2 separate regions of the Ovis aries genome follow, and region 2 is linked to region 1. A link is a contact called in public Hi-C data. All regions are on one chromosome and are shown on one strand. The core of a region is the stretch at or near the end of the contact, and the rest is flanking DNA. Distances in the headings are between cores, read along the strand shown.

The links. A called contact is a pair of places that touch in the nucleus more often than the background predicts.
Region 2: a contact with region 1 is called in a Hi-C map of hypothalamus, with 2.4 times the contacts expected there. The contact joins the enhancer-like site here to the promoter of RCN2 in region 1. A contact is called at or near these places in 3 of 16 Hi-C or Micro-C datasets (hypothalamus and tail adipose tissue).

The regions. Positions count from the first base shown.
Region 1 is chr18:29,823,895-29,829,350 of ARS-UI_Ramb_v3.0, reverse strand. RCN2 (reticulocalbin 2) reads right to left here and starts at 2,254. Exons shown (of 7, transcript XM_027957157.3): 1 at 1,919-2,254; 2 at 1,421-1,526. The coding sequence starts at 2,062.
Region 2 is chr18:30,014,423-30,020,750 of ARS-UI_Ramb_v3.0, reverse strand. It overlaps PEAK1 (pseudopodium enriched atypical kinase 1), which reads left to right. Exons shown (of 9, transcript XM_060401726.1): 9 at 1-3,153. Among named protein-coding and RNA genes, the nearest start is that of TSPAN3, 36 kb to the right of the region's middle. Within about 2 kb of position 3,685, at least 10 of the 54 cell types and tissues checked have an H3K27ac peak or open chromatin away from gene starts, as enhancers often do. A contact at or near this core is called in hypothalamus, where this site is marked.

The DNA of each region.
Region 1 (5,456 bases), core at 1,005-3,504:
TAGAAATTGAGGACTCATAACTGATAAGTAGCAGAGTCCAGATTCAAACCCCATGTTTGGCTTCAAAGCCCACACTCCTTCCACTGAACTTTGCTGTCTCTCAAGAACCCGAGTCCAGTCCTGGCCCTTAACGTGCAAATAAGCAAAACTTCCTGAAGAGTCCTCAAGAGGAATGATCATCCAGGCATAACAGGATACAGAATGGAACAGAGGCCAGAAACAGGGCTTCACACTTCAGCTCTGCTATTAGAGCTAAGTTTACCCTCTCAAGGTTTTGTTTTCTCATCTATTAAATGAAGATTTGGACTAAGTTTCTTTTAATTTTTTTAAAGCTTACTATTAAATATTTGAACATATATAGGCCCTTACAGATAAATGCCACCAAGTTTTCCAAATCATCTTGTGCACTCTCTAATGAATCCAAAGTTGGACCTATTCTTATTGGATAATTAGTCTAGAGGCTCTGTTGTTCACATAGAAGGAGCAAAACCTTAATATTGGTGACCACACCTGAGGGCACTTCATTGACAACACATCTTGAATTTACCAATCAGCTTGTAATTCTCTCTAGCAACTTCATTCTTCAGATGTTAAGCAGCATTTAAATGACAGTTATAGCAAAACAGCTCCTGAATTTTTGTTGAGGATCAATTTGGAAAAGTTGATAGGGTTTTTCAACTGAATTAAGCAATGGGGAGAGGCAGGTGCACAGCTATTTATTTAGAATATTCTTTTAATAATCTGTGCATTTCGTTCCTGACTCTAGAACCTATCTAAGAGCACTCTTTTTTTTTTTTTTTTTTTAAGTGAAGGATATTAAAGACTGAATTGAGGGAAGGAGATATGGATTCTAATCCTGGTTTTGCCACTCATTTGAGGAAGGTACTTATGCCTCTGGGTTTCAGTTTCTTCACCCCTACAAAAAGAGGTGGATATAATGATTATATGGTTCCTACCGAGTTATAATAATCTGTCATAAGCACAATTCACATGAAACAGGTCCTTTTCCACTTGCTTATAAAAAGAAGCAAGTTCTTAAGATTCTAATGAAGCATTTATCAAAAGAGCAATAAACTTAATGCCTTAAGGTTTTAGTTTGTTTCTCCAAAATGAATCACATTGTTGACGTTGATAAAAAGTCATGTGAGGAGTCCGGCAATTGCTCTAGGTATGACCTGAACACCAGGGTCAATGATGCTTATGTATTACTGGAGAGAGCACTGAGCTTTACTTGGTATCCTATGTCTAAAGATTTGGAGGTATAAAACCTACTCACCATGTCCTTTTTACCCCTCTCACATAGCATCTCTAATTGATTGCAACACTAGTCATCTACACTCAACAGACACCCTGCTTAAACGTTTGTATTTGTCTCCTACAAAGGGATGTCTCCATTGTTAGTTGTGTAGGACGTCCTTACTTTCGGTGAGAAAGCCATCTGAGTCCAAGTCAATTTTCTTTATGATTGACTTCAGTCTTTTGTGTTGCTCTTCGGGGGAGAGTTTAACATATTCATCGACTTCTTCCTTTGGGAGGTAAGCGATATACAGGGGGGATCAAGCATTACTATCAGGAGGGTAAAATGGTGGAGAAAAACAGAGCTATTAGAGACCTTCCTTGCGGAGGGCTTTTGGGGTGACCCATATCTGCTCTCCAAGGGCCCTGCCCCCAATGATCCCCTCAGTGATCCTGCCCCTTGTAGGAGAGTAGAAGGGATCTGGGTCTTGGGCCGCACTATTTTCACGAGCTTACAGACCCCGGGGTCCATCGGAGAGTGAGCAGCGCCCCGCCCGGCCCCCATTGTCAGGCTGCCCCGACCAGGCCTCGCCCGGCCGCCCCCTTTGTCCCGCGGGGACAAAGCCCGCGGCAGCCGCGCTGCGAGGCCCGGCCCTCCCAGCCCCCGGTCTGGCCGCCTCACCTGGCCGCCCAGCAGCGCCTCGCGGTCGTAGTCTGCGCGGTGCTCGCCCTGCCGGTAGTGCAGCTCCTCGGCTTCCCCGGCGCTGGCTGCCGCGGCGCACAGCAGCAGCAGCCCCAGCGTGGCGGGCCTCGGGCCCAGCTGCATCGCGCCAGCCAGCCGCGGACACACAGTGAGGCGAGGAGGGAAGCAGGCGGGGCCCACGCCAGCGGCGGCGCTCGGATGGGAGCTGCAGAGAGGCGGCGCGGCGACGTACGGAGGTGGGAACGGAATGCGGAGAGGTCCGTGGCCTCAGTTACTAGTGTGCTGTAAGGCTGAGGCCCGAGCCACAACTGCGATGGTGAAACTGGTCCGGCCGAGGCCTATATAGCCCCGGTGGGGGTGGGGGGGGGCGGGGCGAGGCGGGGCGCCAGGCCGCGCCGCTGATTGGGTCGCACGGCGCTGGGGGCGGGCCGCGGCGATGTGGCGATCTGCCGCGGGCCCAGAGGTTCCCGGAGGCTGGCGATCGTGGCCGGGAGGGGAGACCCCCGGGGGAGCCTTTCCTTGCGCCACGACACCCTCCAGAAGACACGCCCTCACTCCACCCTCGCCGTGTCTCTGTCAGTCAGCCTCATTCCTGCCCGAAGATCCCTGTCTAGTCCATGTAACCGACCCTGCTTTCATCAATGAGAAAGGCTGCAGATTTGGATGAAAACAATAGAGTACCTAGGAAAATCTTTGTATTTCCAAATCTTTAATGTATCTCTACTTACTTATTTGACCAGAGCAGAACGAATGAACCCGGGTACTGAAGCCAGATGTTTTGTATCTGATGCTCAGTTTCGCGATTTACAAGTTCTGTGACCTTCGCCAAGTTTGAGGTTGCTTAGTCGCTAAGTCGCTTCCTACTCTTTGCGACCCCATGGACTGTAACCTGCCAGGCTCCTCTGTCCATGGGATTTTTCCAGGCAAGAATACTGGAGTGGGTTGCCGTGCCCTTCTCCAATGCGTCATCCGCACCAGGGTTGGAACCCGCGCCTCCTGCTTTGGCATGCAGATTCTTTACCACTGTCCCTAAGTAAAATGTATAATTCAGTAAATTATGTTTAAGACATAAATTATTCTTTAAGACTAGCATATACTTGGCCTACTTAATATTGCTCTGCAGGAGACCTGAGGCTCCTTCTTACAACCAGTCCCAAACATTCCCTGCCACCTGCCTGGAGAGCTGGCACTCAGGATACTTACCATCCAGGCATTTAAGAAATATTGACACCTTTTGTATAGTTATAACTGGACATGGAACTACAGACCGGTTCCAAATAGAGAAAGGAGTTCATCAAGGCTGTATATTGTCACCCTGCTTATTTCACTTCTATGCAGAGTACATCATGTGAAACACTGGGCTGGATGAAGCAAAAGCCAGAATCAAGATTGCAGGGAGAAATATCAATAACCTCAGATATGCAGAGGACACCACCCTTATGGCAGAAAGTGAAGAACTAAAGAACCTCTCGATGAAAGTGAAAGAGGAGAGTGAAAAAGTTGGCTTAAAACTCAACATTCAGAAAACTAAGATTGTGGCATCTGGTCCCATCACTTCATGGCAAATAGATGGGGAAACAGTGGAAACAGTGACAGACATTTTTTTGGGCTCCAAAGTCACTGCAGATGGTGACTGCAGCCATGAAATTAAAAGACACTTGCTTCTTGGAAGAAAAGTTATGACCAACCTAGATAGCATATTAAAAAACAGAGACATTATTTTGCCAACAAAGGTCCATCTAATCAAAGCTATGGTTTTTCCAGCAGTCATGTATGGATGTGAGAGTTGGACTGTTAAGAAAGCTGAGCACCTAAGAATTGATGCTTTTGAACTATGGTTGGAGAAGACTCTTGAGAGTCCCTTGGACTGCAAGGAGATCTAACCAGTCCATCCTAAAGGAAATCAGTCCTGAATATTCATTGGAAGGACTGATGCTGAAGCTGAAACTCCAATATTTTGGCCTCCTGATGCAAAGAACTGACTCATTTAAAAAGACCCTGATGCTAGGAAAGATTGAAGTGGGAGGAGAAGGGGATGATAGAGGATGAGATGGTTGGATGGCATCACTGACTCGATTGAGATGAGTCTGAGTGAACTCTGGGAGTTGGTGATGGACAGGGAGGCCTGGTCTGCAGTCCATGGGGCTGCATAGAGTCAGACACAACTGAGTGACTGAACTGAATTGAACTTTATATAGTCAAGGTATATGAACATGGGTGTCTGTTTTAAGGCTTATGGTTCACGTTCACTATCTTAGGAAACAAAGTTATAACTTTTTCTTAAAATATTAGCTATAATTTATTTTTGAGACTTTCAACAGGGAAAGAAAGCCTACTTAACATCATTTCTGTGTGAAAGTGGTTTATTATTCAAATATTTGTTGGAAGGTTAATATTATGATTTATTTATAGAAATGCATAATAAAGGAAAGAATGATTTTTCCGTACTTGACCAATGGAGAAGCTCATATAAAAAAGAGGAGAATTATTTTGAGGAGTGCTCAGAATATCCAGTTTAAACAAATTCATGAGGCAATTAGAGTAAAAAGATATTTTAGCTATCTCTTGTCTTGATTTGCATTATAATACTCAACTAAAAATTAAACTTTTAGTAAATTAGAAATTTCAAATTTAACATATTCTAAATTTACAATAGAATTCTAGAATTCGTAAGACAGTCAAAATCTGCCTAAACTGAGGATTTATAATCATGTGTCACAAGAAAAGCTGAACAATAGTAAATAATGACTTGCTTGCCTGCTAAGTCACTTCAGTGGTGTCCAACTCTTTGCAACCCTAAAGGGAGCCCACCAGGCTCCTCTGTCTATGGGATTCTCCAGGCAAGAATACTGGAGGGGGTTGCCATGCCCTCCTTCAGGGGATCTTCTGACCCAGGGATGTAAACCACATCTCTTCCGTCTCCTGCATTGGTAGGTGGGTTATTTACCACTAGCGCCACCTGGGAAGCCCTCAAATAATGACACCGTAATAAATTTTTTGTTACTTGGCCTCTAAAAACCTCTTGACTCATTTATAATATGGGAATAATAATAAGACTACTATAGAAGTTTATTATGAAGATTAAATTAAATAATATGCATTTAGAACAGTAGCTGGCATGTATGGTAAAGTGTTCAATAAATGTAAGTTTACATTATGTGGGGAGAAAAGCAAAAGATGGTTGTGCAGAAGGAACATAGTAAGTACCTAGGAAATTCTTTGCAGACAGAATGCACGTGGAGGTGGTTTTTATTCTAGGCCTACCTACAAGGCTCTGTGGTTTCTGCCCATTATCCTAAGTACACTAAACTAAAAAGAAATTCATAGGCTGCAGCTTGAGCTTTCTTTCATCAATTGCTCCACTTAGGATCAGGCCTTTTCACACAGAAGAAAAGGCTTTCTGGGTCCTCTTTCACTTCTCACAGTCTCTATGTGGATTGGGTGCCAAGAATTCTGTTTCAAACTGAATGGGCACAAATCAGACACATTTCTTGAGTCAGGTTGGAATTTAATTGTT
Region 2 (6,328 bases), core at 2,436-4,935, 190 kb before region 1:
TTTAGTACTGTTTTCATAGTCGGACTTGTTAAGGGCAAAAGATGAACGCCAGCTAGTCAGGAAGGGACTCGGGCTGCTCTGAGATCAGTGGCTGGATTAATAGTTCTCTGAGTGAGGGCCAAAGGATGTAAAGTGGGGAAGGACGAAAGTGTTACAGGTGAGAACGGAATAGGCAAGATAACCCTATTTCTAGGCAAGAGGTATTGTCAGACGGTCCTCCAAATATTTTTCCAAAATGATGAAGTTCAGTCTCATATTAACACAAATATTTTGCATTTCCATTTTAATTGTAGCAGAAACTTTGAATTCATTCATCAACTGCGAAGAAATCCTGCCCTCAGACATACATATTTATACATATAATATATATATATATATGAGTTTTGGATTGTGACTAGTATAGCACTTTAAGTTTTCTCAAGTAACATCAAGTTATTGTCTTCAATACGGATTGGATTTTTTCTCTTCTTTTGAAGTCTGTACTATAGATTCTTCCATGTATATTGAGAATTTGAACAATTAAGCCGCTATTGGAACTTTTCCTTAAGCCACACGAGCAAGAATAATCTCTCGTACACTTTTAGGTAAACGGGACAATGGCTGGAGTAGCCAAGACCAAGACTGAATGTACAGCAGAGTGCCTTGTTAGCGTGCTAACCTCGTCTGGGAGGAAAGAAATTAGATGTTCCACGGAAAGGAGGGGGGGCTGTGAAAGGGCCCTCTTGCTCGCCTGAGAGCCCTTGGTGCACTAGCATGATGCCAAGGAGCTAATTCATCCAGAATAACAGCAAGATGGTGGAAAGAGCAGTTGCAACCCATGGCATCAGCAACAAAAGAATGGTGAAGGACGTCCACCAACCCATAGGCTAAGTCAGAATTGGAAGCCAGGAGTATGGCAGTGGGTTTTAAGCTTTGCCCTCAGAAGATAAACCGGCTGAGATATACAGGGGAGCACAGCACTCACATTCCCTAATCTACTGATGTTGAGGGCCCAAAAGTAAAATCTGTTGGTTAGAATTTTAAGGGTCTGAGTAGCCTTTCACTGTCACTGGGGCCAGTTGTGCTTCCAGACTCAGCCCAAGTTTGTGAACTTAGAAAACTAAACCAAGAGATCTGAGCCTCTGGAAATATTAATGATAATCCTGGGAATTAGACTACCTAAAATTGTATTTTAAAGTGTCTAGCATTATAAAATATCCATGAAAGATCTTTGGGGCCTACTAAATAGTAGGACATAGAAGGATTGCACTCCACTTCTCACATTCGAATTAAGAATACTTTGGTGCTAGGAAATTACCTGACTTAGTTTTGCTGATAGGAGTTTTTTTTAGATGTTACCAGCAGCAATCTGAAAAAAATATGGGTTAGTTCCAGAAACTGGGATGGGCTTAGGATACTGCGCTGTATTCCAAGTGATTCTAGATGTATAAATAAGGTATGAACATACTTGGGATGGGCAGGGAGTAACTTGACTTCCTGGGCTAACTCTGACATGTTTTTTTAATTCCCCTTACTAGTTGACAAGGAGTAAAAATTCTGGTTCAGCCTAATGACTGAACAGGATGGCTGCCGGTGAAAGCAGGTGGTTAGTTTTACCTCATTGAAGCCCATATTCTCAAAGGCCCAAAGTGCTGCGCTAAGACAAATCCAAGTGCCGCTCTTGCTCAATTGTGCGCCGCAGCCTGTGCTGACGGCAGCACCAAACGTGGGGGTTCCACGGACCAAAACCGATGCCATTAGGGAAGCCACGAGTGGTGCCACGCAAGATTCTAGACAGAGATTATACCAAAGAAACCAAGCCTCTTTGTCCTGATGTTTTTTAGATGATGAGGCTGAGTTATGACGGACGCCATGGGAAGAGAATTCACATGCATTCCCACATCCAGGTATTCCACTGATCAAGTAAACCATCCTCAAAAAAAGCACCTATTTTTTTTAAAAACAAGTCCATTTTGTGTATTGGGGGTGGGGGGAGATGATGCTAATGAAAACCTTGGGAAGATTATAAATTCCCCAGCGTTTCAGGAGAAGGAACTATCCCCTCTCCCATTGACATGATTGTGACAATCACCCAAACTTCAGCTTGGGAACATCATATCCCTGTAATACTGAAAGCTGAGGGGTTTTGTTTTTTTTTTTTTTTGGTTGTTTTTTTTTTTAAAGAGATGTGGTAGTTTCAATAGGTTTGTTTAAAAAAAAACTCTTGGGAAATTTCTTTTAAAAAGTCTAGTATTTTTTATAAACCGAGGTGTTCACCACTCATCACCACCATTTTAATATTTATAAGTGCCCAGAAAGTACAAGGTGCTATACAGCTGTTACACACCCTCTCTCCGCAGCTGTCTGAAATTAGAGTAGGTTTTTGCGTCAGCCAATGCAGAAGCTTTTCCCCTTTTCCCCGGGCGGGCTGCAGGGACTTGCATCCGGGACATCCCGTCAGGTGTTTCCCACGCCGCAGCATTTATTCCAGCTTCTCACTTTTCCCCATCTGTTTGCCTCCACTTTTATTTTTTAAATCAAGAAAGTTTCAGGGAATCAAAAGAGGTCGGACATTTTTTAACCTAGCAGAAGTACAGAGTCATATATTTTGCTACAAATATTATATTATGGAAAATCCACTTTGCCCGTGTAGTGTGTGGAAAGTGTGTGTGTCCGCGCTCCCGATAACTTGAATGTTGAACCAGCCCTATGGCTTCAGGGTAGCATTTTTGAAAGATAAACCACACTGCTTCAGGAAATTTGCTCCAAATAACTACTTGGTTATCCCTTCCCTTAGCAGTTTTAAAAGGTGTTACATGCGAACACACCGGGATGGGATTTTTCTGTTGATAACGCCGGGCATTTTGGTATGAGATGAGGGCAGAAGCAAGATGTTGTCCTTTCAGTGGTTTGAATCATGGCAGTCCTCATTCCGCTCTCTTTCATTCCCCACTGGCTCTGCCCATGCTCGCTTTTTGAAAATCTTGTTTCTTTTGTTCTTTCCTGGAGCGTCACCTCTCTACTTAACATATTTTAGAGTTGTAGAAACCTACCAACAAAAGGTCCCCTCTGTCACCAGGTGGCGCCGCCCTTTGGTTTGCTGTGGTACTTTGCTGTGTTCTCTGTGGCATCATGTTACTGTGTAAATAAATTCATTTTCATATCCAGTAAAAACAGACAAGCTCTTGTCTTTTCAGCTTCTCTCCACACTGACGTGCCGCGGACATGGTTACATCTTAACTCGCAGGAGGTGTGCCTTCTCAGATGCTCCTCCCTGCTGACCTGGACTTGTTTTCAATTCATTCCCTCCCTGAACTGAGAAAACCAGCCATAGAAGGGCAAGTGAAGGCCTTCAGCTTTCCCCCAGAGCTCAGAGGGCTGCAGGTTTGCTGTGTGAGATCGCCCCCTAGTGACCAGTCACCATATAGAGGTCCTGTTAGTCGCCCAGTGGTGTCCGACTCTTCGGGACCTCGTGGGCTGCAGCAGCCCAGGCCTCTCTCTGTCCCTCACCATCTCCCGAAGTTTGCCCAAGTTCATGTCTATTGCATCGGTAATGCCATCCAGCTATCTCATCCTCTGACGCCCTGGGTTTGTTTAAAAGGTCCTGGGTTTATTTAAACGGTTTGGTTAGCTGGCTGAGGCTGAGCCTCTCAGTGGTCATCTCAGAGCTCTGCAGACAATATGAGCAGAGCAGGACCGTGTACAGCGTAACCTGCTGCAGAATTCACATCCTTTGCCTGTTCCTAAAGGTACACGGTCACACACTGGGTCCTCACAAAGGCAGACAAGCTAATGAGCAGATGCTTCCGTAGCAGACAGAGGAGGCCTCCTGGCTCAGGCAGGACGAGTCCACAGTGGGCAGAGGCAGTGACAGCTGCCACGTCATTGGAGTAGAATGGATGAAAGTGCAAACATGTAGACTCTGAATTTAGACCAGATTTTAGATTTCTTAACCCTTTACCGTGGACACTGTTTCCAGCCCAGTGTTTCTGCTTCTCTCCACCAGCAAGCATTCTAGAACTTTCAGACATAATATTTAAGGGATATTCCAGAAATGTGATTTCCAGACTCAAGTTATATATTGCTGAGGAGGAAAAACTGTACTGATGTGGGCCTCAGAGCTCCCTATGTTGCCTGGGCCTGGGAGGAAGGGTCAAGAGGATAAAGCTGAAAGACAACTCCCTGGGACATAGGCTCAGCTTCTGGACAGGAGCTCAGGGAACTTACCTTCCTTGTTGTGAACCGACTTCTGGAGGGAGAGAACCAAAGAAAGAGACAGTTGGAGCTGAGAGGTCTCAACATTATAGAGAGGGAACACAGTACGCTTGGGTGGCTGTCCAGTGCTCTGCTGGAGAGTGGCCAACTGGGGCCCCTGAAAGATACGGGCTTGGATGGTGAGGGTTCAGGGTTGCCCAAGTCAGGCTCCAAAGCGGGTGGAGCAAGGCCACAGATGGGATCCCTCTGACTTTTGGTATGACTGGAGAGAGATCCTGTTACCCCTTCAGCACCTTGCCCAGCATGGGATCCATTCCTAAGAATTCTGTCAGTGGGCCCTTAGGAAGACCACTCTTCCCTTTGAGTCTGGATTGTCCAGAGGTGATGGACCACTGACATTTGAGTGGGGCCTTTGGCTTCTCTGGTGGCTCAGATGGTAAAAAATCTGCCTGCAATGCAGGAGACCCAGGTTCAATCACCTAGGTAGGGAAGATCCCCTGGAGGAGGGCATGGCAACCCACTCCACTGTTCTTGCATGGAGAATCCCATGGACAGAGGAGCCTGGTGGGCTACAGTCCATGGGGTCACAAAGAATCAGATACAAATGAGTGACTAACACTTTAACTTTTCTTTGGCTTCCACGTGCCTGGGAGCTGACTTCTTTCAACCCAGGTCACAAAGAATCTTGAGTTCTTTCCTACCTGGGATTTACTGGTACGAGAAGCTCTCTGGGTGCCTGGCACAGGGTGTGCACTCTGTGAGCTCTCTGCTCTTCTCCAAGACTCAGCTAATTATGCATCCTTGTAAGAGAGCCCATGCTCTACAAGGGAAGGGACTTCATTAGTGCCTCAGGAGCCAAGGGCTGCAGTTGGCAGCTCACAGCTGAAACTTAAAAACTGGATTGCATACAGGGCGGAGGGGGAGGGATCTTGGTTGCCAAGATCCAGTTCTCTCAAATGTGCAAACCTCTGAGTGGAAACAGGCTGCCTGGACACAACTCCTGACCTCCTGGAGATGTTAGGTAACTCTCTCTCCACGCACACATATCCCAGCTAACTGCTCGCTTACCCTCTGAAGGTACGAGGAAGCAACCGAAAGGCTGAGCATTACTGGTCACCAGTCCCAGCTGGAGAATCTAAGCAGGGCTCCTGGGTGCTGGAGAATGTGCTTGGTGAGGGGAACCTAGGGTCCCAGGAATAGAGGGGCGCCGAATCTCTGTCAGGGGGCCGCAGAGCTCTTGCTCCCTGGAGCAATCACCTCACACTTGGGCTGGAGTCCTGGAACCAGGGGTCGGAAGTTGGGCAGAGTGAAAACCTGCAAGCCTGTGGCTCGCCATCTGTTCCTCCTCTCCCCACAAGTGCCTCTTCTCCCTGCAGCGCACTCCACCGCACACCCAGGGGCACACCCGAAACCACCCCAGTCCCGCTGCCCCGGCCTTCCCTGCCCAAGCCACTCACCCCCCCTGATGCCGAGGACAGAGCCCACTGTGTGTCAGGCTCTGCAGGCCTCCCTGCTCAGGCTTGGAGCAGCCCAGCTTCCCCCACTGACTCTTCTTTCTCCTCAAACTCCTGACCCTGCGCCTTTCCCACGCACTCTGGGCAACTGGCCTGGGTGCTGTTCAGAGAGCCCTGGACTAGTGCCAGTGGGAGCAAGCTTCATTCCACTGCCATCCAAGGAGATGGCGCCATTTTGCCCATTTCAGAATTTGAACACGGATCTGTGTGCCTTGTCAGTGCTTTTCCCTAGGAGTTTCAAAGACATCAAGAAAGAGTTTCTTGGGATTGAACTAGCTTAGTTTATCCTCACAACATCTCTATGAAGTAGGTTCTAGAATTATCCCATTTTACCCACGAGAAGACAAGCCAGAGGTTTTATTTGCCCCGAATCCCTAGTGAGGGAACTAGGATTTGTCCTCAAGACAGTCTGGCTCTTCCTCGCAGCTCTCAGAACTCATGGCCTTCCTCCCTGACCCCTCCAACCCCTCAGAATCATCAGTGGCCTCCTGGTGCCCAGAGAAGACAACCCAACTGCAGAGCCCAAGTCCCGCCCCCTGGCCATGCATTTTGCTAAGCAGACCTCCACACCCTGCTAGGCTGGTCTCTCTGCTGCTCAAACACACTGGAGATTTCCCTGC